2 separate regions of the Mus musculus genome follow, and region 1 is linked to region 2. A link is a contact called in public ChIA-PET data. All regions are on one chromosome and are shown on one strand. The core of a region is the stretch at or near the end of the contact, and the rest is flanking DNA. Distances in the headings are between cores, read along the strand shown.

Region 1 (5,257 bases), core at 2,509-5,008, 140 kb after region 2:
CCCACAAAGATTCTCTGCCATTCTGTGGGCTTCCTCTTCAGCAGTGGTTCTCAACCTGTGGGTCATGACCGCCATCAGGCTCACACATCAGATCCCCCGCATATCAGATTCATAATATGGTTCACATTACGATTCATAATGGCAAAAGTTACAGTTATGAAAAGGCAACAAAATAACTTTATGGATGGGAGGTCAGCACAACATGAGAAGCTGTATTTAAGGTCATCAAATTAGGAAGGTTGGGGGCCACTGGTTTTCAGCATTTACTATTTCCTTTGCTTCTTCGTTTCATACAGTGCCATCTGTCGGTTCTTGGTATGATTTCCCGAGCTATTGGAGTTATCTTCAGAAAGCCTTTGCCCCTAGCAGCCTCAAGCTTGCGGGGCCTCACGTCAGAGTCTTCGATCCCTTTTGAGATGATCTCTGTACAATTTTCCATTCTGCCTGGGGCTCAGGACCGTTTGTCAGGGAGGCCATCCATTCTCCTCGTGCTTTTCTCCAACAGTCGGCGAGCTGTATGGATTAATTCCACATCCCCTATTTTATGGCTGTGCTGTGCTGTTTTTATTACTGTGGCTCTGGAGTATAGCTTAAATCAGACACCCAGACGCTTTGAACCCTGTTCTTTCTGCTCAGGATTGCTTTGGCTGTCTGGAGTTGTTTGTGTCTCGGTATCAATTTTAGGATTTTTTTTTCCCCCTCCTATGTCTGTGAAGATTGCCCTTGGAACTGTGATCTGGATTGCAGTTGTTGTTGTAATGCTGGTTATCCATGCTGATGGGAGCTTTTTCCATCTCAAGGTCTTTTTCAATTTTCCCCTGCCTTGGCGTTTTTAAGTTTATCGTTGTTAAGGTCTCTTACTTACTGAGTTAGTTAGAATTTACTCCATGATTTATTTCTTGCCAAGGTCAGTGTTTGGTATATAGAAAATCTGACGTTTTAGATGTTGAGTTTGCACCTCGTTACTGATCTGATTTAAGAGTCTTCGGGATCCTTTCTAATGTAATAAGCCATGTGTGCAAATGAGAGTCATCCAATATCTTCCTCACTTGTAGCCACTGTATTTCTTTCGTCTGCTTGCTCCTGGCAAAGACTTCCCAGACATCCTGAGTAAGTGCGGGGAAGATGGGTATCGCTGTCACATGCCGGCTGTGGGGGCCGATGCTTCAAGACTTGCCCCTTCAGTTTGCTGTACATGCTGTTTATTATAATGAGGTATACTCTTCCACAGTCCCTTCAGGGCTTTTAGCATGAAAGGATGCTGGACTCCGTTAAATTCCCTCTGTATCTGTGGAAATGCAGATGCAAGAGTCTGCCGATATGAATTTGTTGGCAGGAGTGTCTCGAACCATCCCTGCATCCCTAGAATGAAACTGACTAGCTCAGAGCAAACAGTCTTTTTTATGTTTAGTTGATTCCAATTGCAAGTTCATTTAGTGAGAGTTTCTGTATCGTGTCTAGCCGAGAGATGGTCCTCTAATTGCCTGTTGTTGTGGGGTCCCTATCTATTGGTATCGGGAATGGTGGCTGTGTTAAATGAATGTGGCCGTTTTCTTCTTCCTATTGCATGCTAGAGTTTGAAGAAGTTTGGTGTCACCTCTCTTTGGAGGTCTGACAGAACTCAGCAGTTAGTCCCTCTGGGCCTAGACGGTGTCTGTCTGTCTCTGTCTGTCTTTCTGTCTGTCTGTCTCTCTCTCTCTCTGTCTCTCTGTGTGTGTGTGTGTGTGTGTACAGTTTGTATTACTAAGTCAAACTCATTGCTTATAATGAACTCTCAGTTCTAAGCTGCTTCTATCTTCTCACTTTAATTTTGATGAGTCTTGTGTGTTTCAAAAGCTGTATCCATTTCTTGTAGATTGTTCCAATTTTTTTAGAATGTAGGTTTTCACACTATGCCCTGATGAGCCTTTGAATTTGGTTGGTCTCTGTCTCAAGGTTAGTTGGGCTAAGGCTACGTCAAAGTTAACTTTTCAAAGAGCCAGCTTCGCTATTGCTTATTATTATTAATAATAATACTATGGGTTATTACTATTGATGATTATTTCCATCTCATTAGAACTTTGTCCTGATCTTAATATTTCTATCTATTGATTTTTGGATTTGACATGTATCCTTTTTTTCTCAACCCTTGGCACTTCACAGGTCCCTGTTTGTTCCCTTGCTTGTTGTCCTGCATAGATCACCCTTCACCCTAGCCTCAGTGTTATTCCGCTGCTCTGTGTTTTCGGGGTCTTCACTGTAAGACGTTTAGGGTTCTTCTATCTTGCCTCTTTCTATCCACGCGGCCATTTTCTTCCTCCGACTCTGGGAAACTTTGCGCATTGTTTTTACTAAATGGGTTTTCTGTGTCTTTAGCTTGCACTTCTCTGTCTCCTATGCTGGAATGAGCGTCCTGCTGGTAACTAGAGCAGCTGCTCTCTGCATGGGTACCTCTGTCAGATCCGGCCCTCTTGTCTCCTCCTCAGCACTTGGTATTGAGGAAGTCGTTAAGATAACTAACAAATCCAAATACAACAAAGAGCTTTTTGAGCACCAGCTAAGGAATTAGCCTTCTTCTGACACAGACCATTTCTGACCAGGTGTGGCCATATTTCACTGAAAGGGAGTTAGAGCCTCTTAAGATGTCTGGGCACCCACTGTGTGGGCACCCACTGTGTGAGACCTAGGTCACCAGCTGGGTGTCTTAGGGTTTTACTGCAATGAACACCACGACCAAGGCAACTCTTAACATAGGACAACATTTAATTGGGGCTGGGTAACAGGTTCAGAGGTTCAGTCCATTATCATCAAGGTGAGACCATGGTAACATCCAGGGGCTACAGGAGCTTAAGATTTCTACCTCCTGTTCCTGAGGCATTTAGGAGAAGACTGGCTTCCAGGAAGCTGGGAGGAGGGTCTCAGAGCACACCCTCACAGTGACACACTTCCTTCAAAAAGGCCACACCTAATAGCACCTCTCCCTGGACCAAGCATATTCAAACCACCGCATGGGGTCTGGTCTGTGAGGATAAAGTGTGACTAGCCACACAGCCCTCTGCCTCTGTCCACCAGAGAAATAATAGATCCAGAGACATAGATCCAGAGAAATAATAGATCCAGAGACATAGATCTAGAGAAATAATAGATCCAGAGACATAGTTCCAGAGAAATAATAGATCCAGAGACATAGATCTAGAGAAATAATAGATCCAGAGACATAGATCTAGAGAAATAATAGATCCAGAGACATAGTTCCAGAGAAATAATAGATCCAGAGACATAGATCTAGAGAAATAATAGATCCAGAGACATAGATCTAGAGAAATAATAGATCCAGAGACATAGATCCAGAGAAATAATAGATCCAGAGACATAGATCCAGAGAAATAATAGATCCAGAGACATAGATCCAGAGGACTGCAAAGCTCCCCACCACTTCTGTGGATGCTTTCAAGAAAACCGGATTTTTAAAATAATGGCAAGTTATAAACGGGACTCTAGAAGTTACAGAAGAATGACAAGCTTCCCTCTTTAAAATCTCTCTGCTTCCTCACTTGAAAAGGTTTTACTGTATTTTGAAATTGTAATCCCTGCTTCTAAGTCTGTTCTTGACAGTTTCCCATTCTCAGTAAAACGGTTTGACTGAACACGTCAGCCCAAACACAAAGCAGTTCACTAGATATTTTACTAACTACTTTAAGACTCGGGGGAGCTGGAGTACAGAGCACCTAGGGCTGGGCTTCAGAGGGGCCGCTCTTAGAAGATGTGGCTTCCAGATAGATGGGCCACTTCCTCCAGAGCTGACGTTCACGGCGCAAGTTTGCTTTATTTCTGTTGGGTTTGTTGTTGTGTTTGTGGGTTTTGGGGGGGTGGTGTGTCCTGTAGTCCTGAGCTAACCTTGCGTTTTGATCCTCCTGCTTCTGCCCCAGATTGCTGGGATTAGAGGCGTGTGCCACCAGAGTGCTAGAGGCACAACCCAGGGCTTCATGCATGCTGCTGCAAAAACTCTCCCCAACTGAGCTACATCCCCAGCCCTGCTTTTACTTATTTTTGTAAGTTATTCAAGGTACCATGGAGTTGCTAAGTACCTGGTTAAGTAGCACTCTGCACCCCAGAATTGAGCCATTGAGATAGATCTAGGGGAAAGAAAATACCAGACACTTAAGACTGTAAGGGGTGATCTTAAACCACCTTCCTGTTTGTATAATATAAGGAAACGCCCCACCTGGTGTTCTTATGGTGGACTGTCCTAAAGAAGGGAAGGAGACAGAGACAGGCGTCTAGTTGAGCTGTGTGTCATTCAAGCTTCATTAACCTGCTTGGAAGGGGCTGGGTCAGTCCCTCGTGTGAATAAACACCAGGGCTAATGGTGCTCTGAGGTCCAAGTCCATGCCTGGTTAGCCTTAAGACCAGGGAGGATGGTTTGTCAGGAAGTCTGTCAAACAGAAATCCCCCTGCATCAGCACTGTATGCTTGGTTTGCAAAGTGAAAGCCGACGGTCCCCGTAATCACACGTCAGCATCTTTGGGCCCAATGTGAGCTAGACTCAGCACAGAGTGGCTGGGCATGACCCGCCCAGGGTGCCCAGCACTGGTGTCTTCTGTTAAATTCTAACCTGTTAAGCAGAGCCTGCCTTGTGAAAACCTTGGCACTCGGCCTAGGGGCATATTTGTCCTTCAGTGTGTTAAGTATCAGTGAGCCTGTTGATTTTGAGTTTCAAGTAACAATTCAAATAGATATATCTGTGTGCTTGTGAGGTCACTGGCAGGACTCCAGGACAGGTCCCTTGTGATATTTATGTGTTGCGTGGCTACGACAAGTCTCTGGGGATGATGACACTTGTGAGACTAGAGCAGTGTGACTCCGGAGTCCTCTGTACTAGAGATGTCCCCTGGGTACAGCCTCTCCAGCTCCCAGGATTTTGACCTTAGGTTGTGCCTTGAGAGCTTCACTCCTAGGGTTTCTTCTGCTGAGGCCCACGTGAACATGGGTGTTTGAACCACTTCCTCCTCTCTCCTTTCAGGTATTTTAATGAGATGTCTGCACAAGGATTGAGACCTCGCACTGTGTCCAGCCCAATCCCTTACACGCCTTCTCCCAGCTCAAGCAGACCTATATCACCCGGTGAGTGTGTCTGCGGGCTACCTCGGTGTGGCTGTTTTCCAGCTGTTTAGTGCGCATGTGTATGTGTGTGACTGTGGCTGTGTGTGTGTGTGGTGGTTGTGTATATGTAGCTGTGTGTATATGTATATGGGGGGCTGTAGGGGGGTTGCAAAGG
Region 2 (5,285 bases), core at 298-2,797:
GGCCCTTAAGAAGAAGGAGTGAGCCGGGCAGTGATGGCACACACCTTTAATCCCAGCACTCGGGAGGCAGAGGCAGGTGGATTTCTGAGTTCGAGGCCAGCCTGGTCTACAGAGTGAGTTCCAGGACAGCCAGGGCTATAGAGAAACCCTGTCTAAACCACCCCCACCCCCCAAAAGAAGAAGGAGTGTTTCATCTAATGTTGGGCTGTGGTCTCTGAAGCTCAGAGAATCCTGCAGAAGGGAAAGGGAGGAAGAGGGGCAAAGGACACCACAAGAAAATCCACAGAAGCCACCAACCTGGACTCATAGGAGCTCACAGAGACTGAACCACCAACCAGAAAGCCTGCATGAGACTGACCTAGGCCCTCTGCATATAGGTTAGAGTTGTGTAGCTTGGTCTTCCTGTAGAACTCCTAGCAGTGAGAGGAAATCCTATCTCTGACTCTTTCTCCTGCTTTTGGGGTCCTTTTCCTCCCACTAGGTTGCCTCATCCATCCTCAGTACAAGGGGAGGTGCCTAGTCTTACTGCAACTTGATATGCCATGGTTGGTTGATATTCATAGGAGGCCTGCACTTTTCTGAAGAAAAATGAAGGAGAGGTGGATAGGGGTGGGGGGATGAGGCAGAGGAAAGGTGTGGGGAGGAGGGAAGGGAGGGGAAACTGAACTTGGTGTGTTAAAAAAGAAAGTATGTGTATAGACACATACATACATATATACACATATCTATATACATATATGTGCATATATGCATGTAAATATGCACACATGTGTATATGCATATAAATATATATGTATGTGTACATATACACACATATAGTGTACATGTATGTATATGCATATATACACATGTGTATATAAATGTATGCACAAATATACACATACACATGTACACATATATAGATATGTATATGTATACATATATATATGTATGTGTATATATATATATATATGTGTGTGTGTGTGTGTGTGTGTGTGTGTGTGTGTTTTCAGTGGCAGACATGGAACCATCTGGAAGGACCGTGATAAAGAAAACATCCACAGAGGACAGAGTCTTCTGGGCAAAGAGAAAGGAGATGGTTCCAAGACAGCCCTGGGCTTGAGAAGGAAACCCTGCTATATGTTAGAGACCAAGTGGAGGGGCCTAGACAGCAAAGAAGGCATCGCTAAATCGTGATCCCCTTGGTTGGGGAAAGAGCAATGGCTCCGTTCCCAATATACTGTTGAGCCCAGCGTAGTCCTCCCTTGACCTTCTGAGGTCTGCACTTGATAATGCTGCCAAGAGTGAGGTTACTTTCCCAAACAGTCTGACATTTAGACACTAAGCTCTAGGATCGAGTTCCGTGTCCATACATGTCTCCCCTTGGTTCTCATCGAGTTGTACTGGTTATACGACCCAGGGCAATTTACTTAACCTTTATGTTCTCTCATCTGGCAAGCAGGTGCTATCTTCCCAACCGCAAATAGAGGAAGTGAGATCACCCGTACAAAGCCTTTCAAAGAGTACTTGGCACGGAGCGATGCTCCGAGAATGCTACCAGACTTTTACTGCTGCCGGTAGAGGATTGTGCTTAAGCGAAACAGAGCGCCTGGCTGTCTTCCGTCCGGCTTAGGTAGGGTGGCACCACGGAAAGCTAGTGACACAAACATTCACCCTCTCATGGGCAGCCTGCCGCTTAGGCCAGGGCACACCCACTCTGGGGCTCTGTTTCAGCTGGCCCCTGCTCTCCGCCTAGACTACCAGCTTCAGCAGCTTCTTCTCCATCAGTGACCATTGGCTCCTGGGTGGAAGCAGGCATCCTCCAACTAAAACCACATCACACCCTGTCCCAGATGCAGGCACCGCATCTCTGAGGTTCATCACCAGCTCCTCTGAGGTCAACCCCCATACCCCGCAGCAGCAGCATCGTCTTTGGTTTCATTTCTGCTTCCCAACTTACGCTACTATAAGAAAAAAAATGTCTGAGATATCAAATATGTCAACTTAAAGTAGGAAGTGGGGGTTCAGTCCCGAGGAAGTTCCAAAAGTGGTTAGTTTGGTTTTGTTTGTTGTTTTTGTTTTTTACTGAGACAAAGTCTCATATAGTTTGGGCTGGCCTTGAACCTGCTATGTACCTAAAGATGACCTAGAACCCATGGTTCTACTGTCTACACCTTCTGAACACCAGGATTACAGTGTACTACCACATTTGGTTTTATGTGATGCTAAGGCGCATGGCAGACAAGCATTCTACAAACAAACTACATCGCCAGCCTTGCTTCCAAAGCTAGCTTTATACACTCACCCACAATGATGCCAACAACGTTAAATGAGAATCTTTTGATTCATGGATAACTTTTCACCTCTTCATTATTCAAAAATGCAAGAGTCAGCAGATGTATGAAGACAAATGAAATCCAGAAGCCATGAGGAAAAGCCAGAAAGATGCTACAAGACAGAAGTAGGAAAATTCATACAAGAGGAAGAGCTTTTTTCTCATTATGTCTGTTCTCTTTTCTTCATATGTTTTCCTTGCTATGATCCATCCAGACTCAAACTCTCTCCCTCACTCTTCTTCTTTCTTCGCCCTCTGGAAAGAAGATGAGCCTCAGAGACAAGCTAACATGGAGAAAAGTGAACCAGACAGAGGGAAGAGGACAGAGAAGAGAGGAAAGACATGGGATTCTGGTGATGTCATCTTAGCAACTGCAGGCAGCTGCACTCCAAACTTTTCAGTAACAAGATCTAGTAAGGTCTCTTTGTTTTTTCTTTAGGTATCATAGAATTGGATTTTCCTATCTTCTGATGGAAGGAGTCCTGCTGGAAACTGATTATTAAGTATCAAAAGCAAGCCAATTCCAGACCAGCCTCACCTGGGCCAGACCCGCCTCACCTGGGCCAGACCCGATCCTGCATCTCCAAGTCTGCCTTATTCCAGGCCCCACACAGCCAAATAAGTAGGTAAAGGCCTGACTTAGTTTGAGTTTCATTGCTGTGAAGAGACACCATGACCTTCTTATAAAGGAAAACATTTATTAGGGCTGCCTTACAGTTCAGAGGCTCAGTCCAGTATCATCATGGCAAAAGCATGGCAGCACACAGGCAGACATGTTGCTAGAGAAGGAGCTGAGAGTTCTACCTGTTGATCTGCAGGCAGCCTTAGAAGGGGACTGTGTGCCATACTGGGTGTGGCTTGAGCATAGAAGACCTCAAAGCCTGCCCCCACAATGACCCACTTCCTCTAACAAGACCACACCTACTCCAACAAGCCACACCTCCTAATAGTGCCACTCCCTATGCACCAAGCATTTAAACACTTGAGTCTACAAAGGCCATTCCTATTCAAACCACCATAGGACCCTAGCACTCAAGTCCCTCAAGACATTGATTCCTTGAAGAAATGTCATGAGAAACACTTAGGCTCTCTGGCCAGGTCTCGACTATGTCTCATGGTTCAAGTTTCCTGAGAACAAAGTATAAAGAGCAGGGATTTCATTCATAAGAAATAAAAGCCCAAACCCATGCTACATACTCTCCACCACCTATAGGACACGTTGGGGCTTTGAGGTATAAACTGTGCTCAACCCCACCAGCATCAAACGCATTACAGATAGCATTCTTTCTAGTTGGCTGTGTCCAGTTTAGTTTACTATAGACAGTGATCCAGGAGGATACTAGTAAAAAGGTGGTATCCATGATCCTCAGAGTACAAAAAGACTGTGCTACAGAGCTGGGAAGGGAAGAGAAAAGAAGCCAGATTCAGTAGTTCAAACAACACAAGCCCTCACTGGATTATGCAAGCTAGCCTGATCTAGCAGTCTTCTATGCTAAATGTGGACATGGGCTCATAGCCCCAAGACTAACAACACTTTAACAGGTCCTGCATCCTAGTCCTGTATGTCTCTTTCTTCAGGGTACCAATTTGGGCAAACAGTGAGGAAACCATCTGTTTTCCAAAGAAGCGCTTTGATGTTTGGCAACGGTGTTCCTGAGACTTTATTCAAATGGGGGCACAGTCAGAAGTTAAAGAGTCTCTACATTTTTTTTGTCCTTTATTCTTGAGGACTTTTGAAAATATATACAATGAATATGATCAGATAGGCCCCACCCCTTTTCCTTCCTCCAACTTTCCTGTATTGGATGCTGCATGCTAATACAAAGGCATGCCTGCCGTGGAATGGCTAACGGCTTTCTGACTGAGAGCTGAGACCTGCTCTACAGGAGGAAGTTTCATGCCTGCTTACTGTAACCCTGGTCAAAATCCCACAGTCTTAGAGTAAACACTTTTATTGTTATTTTTCCTAGATGATCAAATTGCCTTCTGGATATTTATGTTTATAGCCATAGACCTAGGCTTCTCTCAACCTTTAGTCAAGGAAGCTTCTTCTCCCTGGATGCAGTCAACAGAGGAATGCCTAACTGGTGAAAGGCCTGAGGAGAAGAGATTGAGTGCTAGCTAGAGAAAGTACCCAAGAGCTGAAGGGGTCTCCAGCCCTATAGGTGGAACAGCAATACGAACTAATCAGTACCCCCAGAACTCATGTCTCTAGCTGCATATATAGCAGAAGATGGCCTAGTTGGCCATCATTGGGAAGAAAAGCCCCTTGGTCTTGCAAACTTTATATGCCCCAGTACAGGGGAACGCCAGAGCCAAGAAGTAGGAGTGAGTAGGTAGGGGAACAGGGTGGGGGGAGGGTATAGGGGACTTTTGGGATAGCATTTGAAATGTAAATGAAGAAAGTATCTAATAAAAAAGAAAGAAAAAAAGAGAGAGAGATTGAGTGCTTAGCCAATGAGACACCTATATCACTCTCCGTACCTCTAAGGCTCAGAAGATATCCTGGGAAAAGAGGCAGAAACCACTAAGGATAGGAGGGGTACTGTAAAGTGCTGTCTTTTGCACACGACATGGTTATAGCTATGACTATAAACTCATAGCATCTGTGGATACCTACATAGACCTGCACAAACCTTTCGTCTTAATAAACTCTCAGGCTGGGCATGGTGGAGCACATCTGGGTCACAGAACTCAGAAGGCAGAGGCAGGGGGATCTCTGAGTTCGAAGCCAGTATAGACTACACAAGCACAGTCCAGATTTAAAACAAACAAACAAACAAACAACAATAACAACAACCCTGTCTCAAAAGACAAACAAACAAACAGACAAACAAAAAGAGTCTCAGGATTCCATCACGTTCTCTGTCCTCATAGATATGTGACCCAGAACAGACAGCTTCAAACAGTTTGCCTGTGTACAGCTTTAATTCAGAACTGGCCCCCAAACACTGGAGCAAGGACATTAAAC

What was found. ChIA-PET counts read pairs in DNA pulled down with a chosen protein or histone mark.
Region 1: an RNA polymerase II ChIA-PET map of memory CD8 T cells shows a contact between it and region 2, with 22 read pairs. The contact joins two enhancer-like sites. A contact is called at or near these places in 1 of 115 datasets of contacts at active chromatin or transcription factors (memory CD8 T cells) and 2 of 9 other capture datasets (liver and pancreatic islet).

Annotation. Positions count from the first base shown.
Region 1 is chr10:70,177,158-70,182,414 of GRCm38.p6, forward strand. It overlaps Ccdc6 (coiled-coil domain containing 6), which reads left to right. Exons shown (of 9, transcript NM_001111121.1): 7 at 5,003-5,103. Among named protein-coding and RNA genes, the nearest start is that of Mrln, 25 kb to the right of the region's middle. Within about 2 kb of position 3,759, at least 61 of the 459 cell types and tissues checked have an H3K27ac peak or open chromatin away from gene starts, as enhancers often do. A contact at or near this core is called in memory CD8 T cells, where this site is marked.
Region 2 is chr10:70,038,549-70,043,833 of GRCm38.p6, forward strand. No RefSeq gene overlaps it. Among named protein-coding and RNA genes, the nearest start is that of Ccdc6, 56 kb to the right of the region's middle. Within about 2 kb of position 1,548, at least 93 of the 459 cell types and tissues checked have an H3K27ac peak or open chromatin away from gene starts, as enhancers often do. A contact at or near this core is called in memory CD8 T cells, where this site is marked.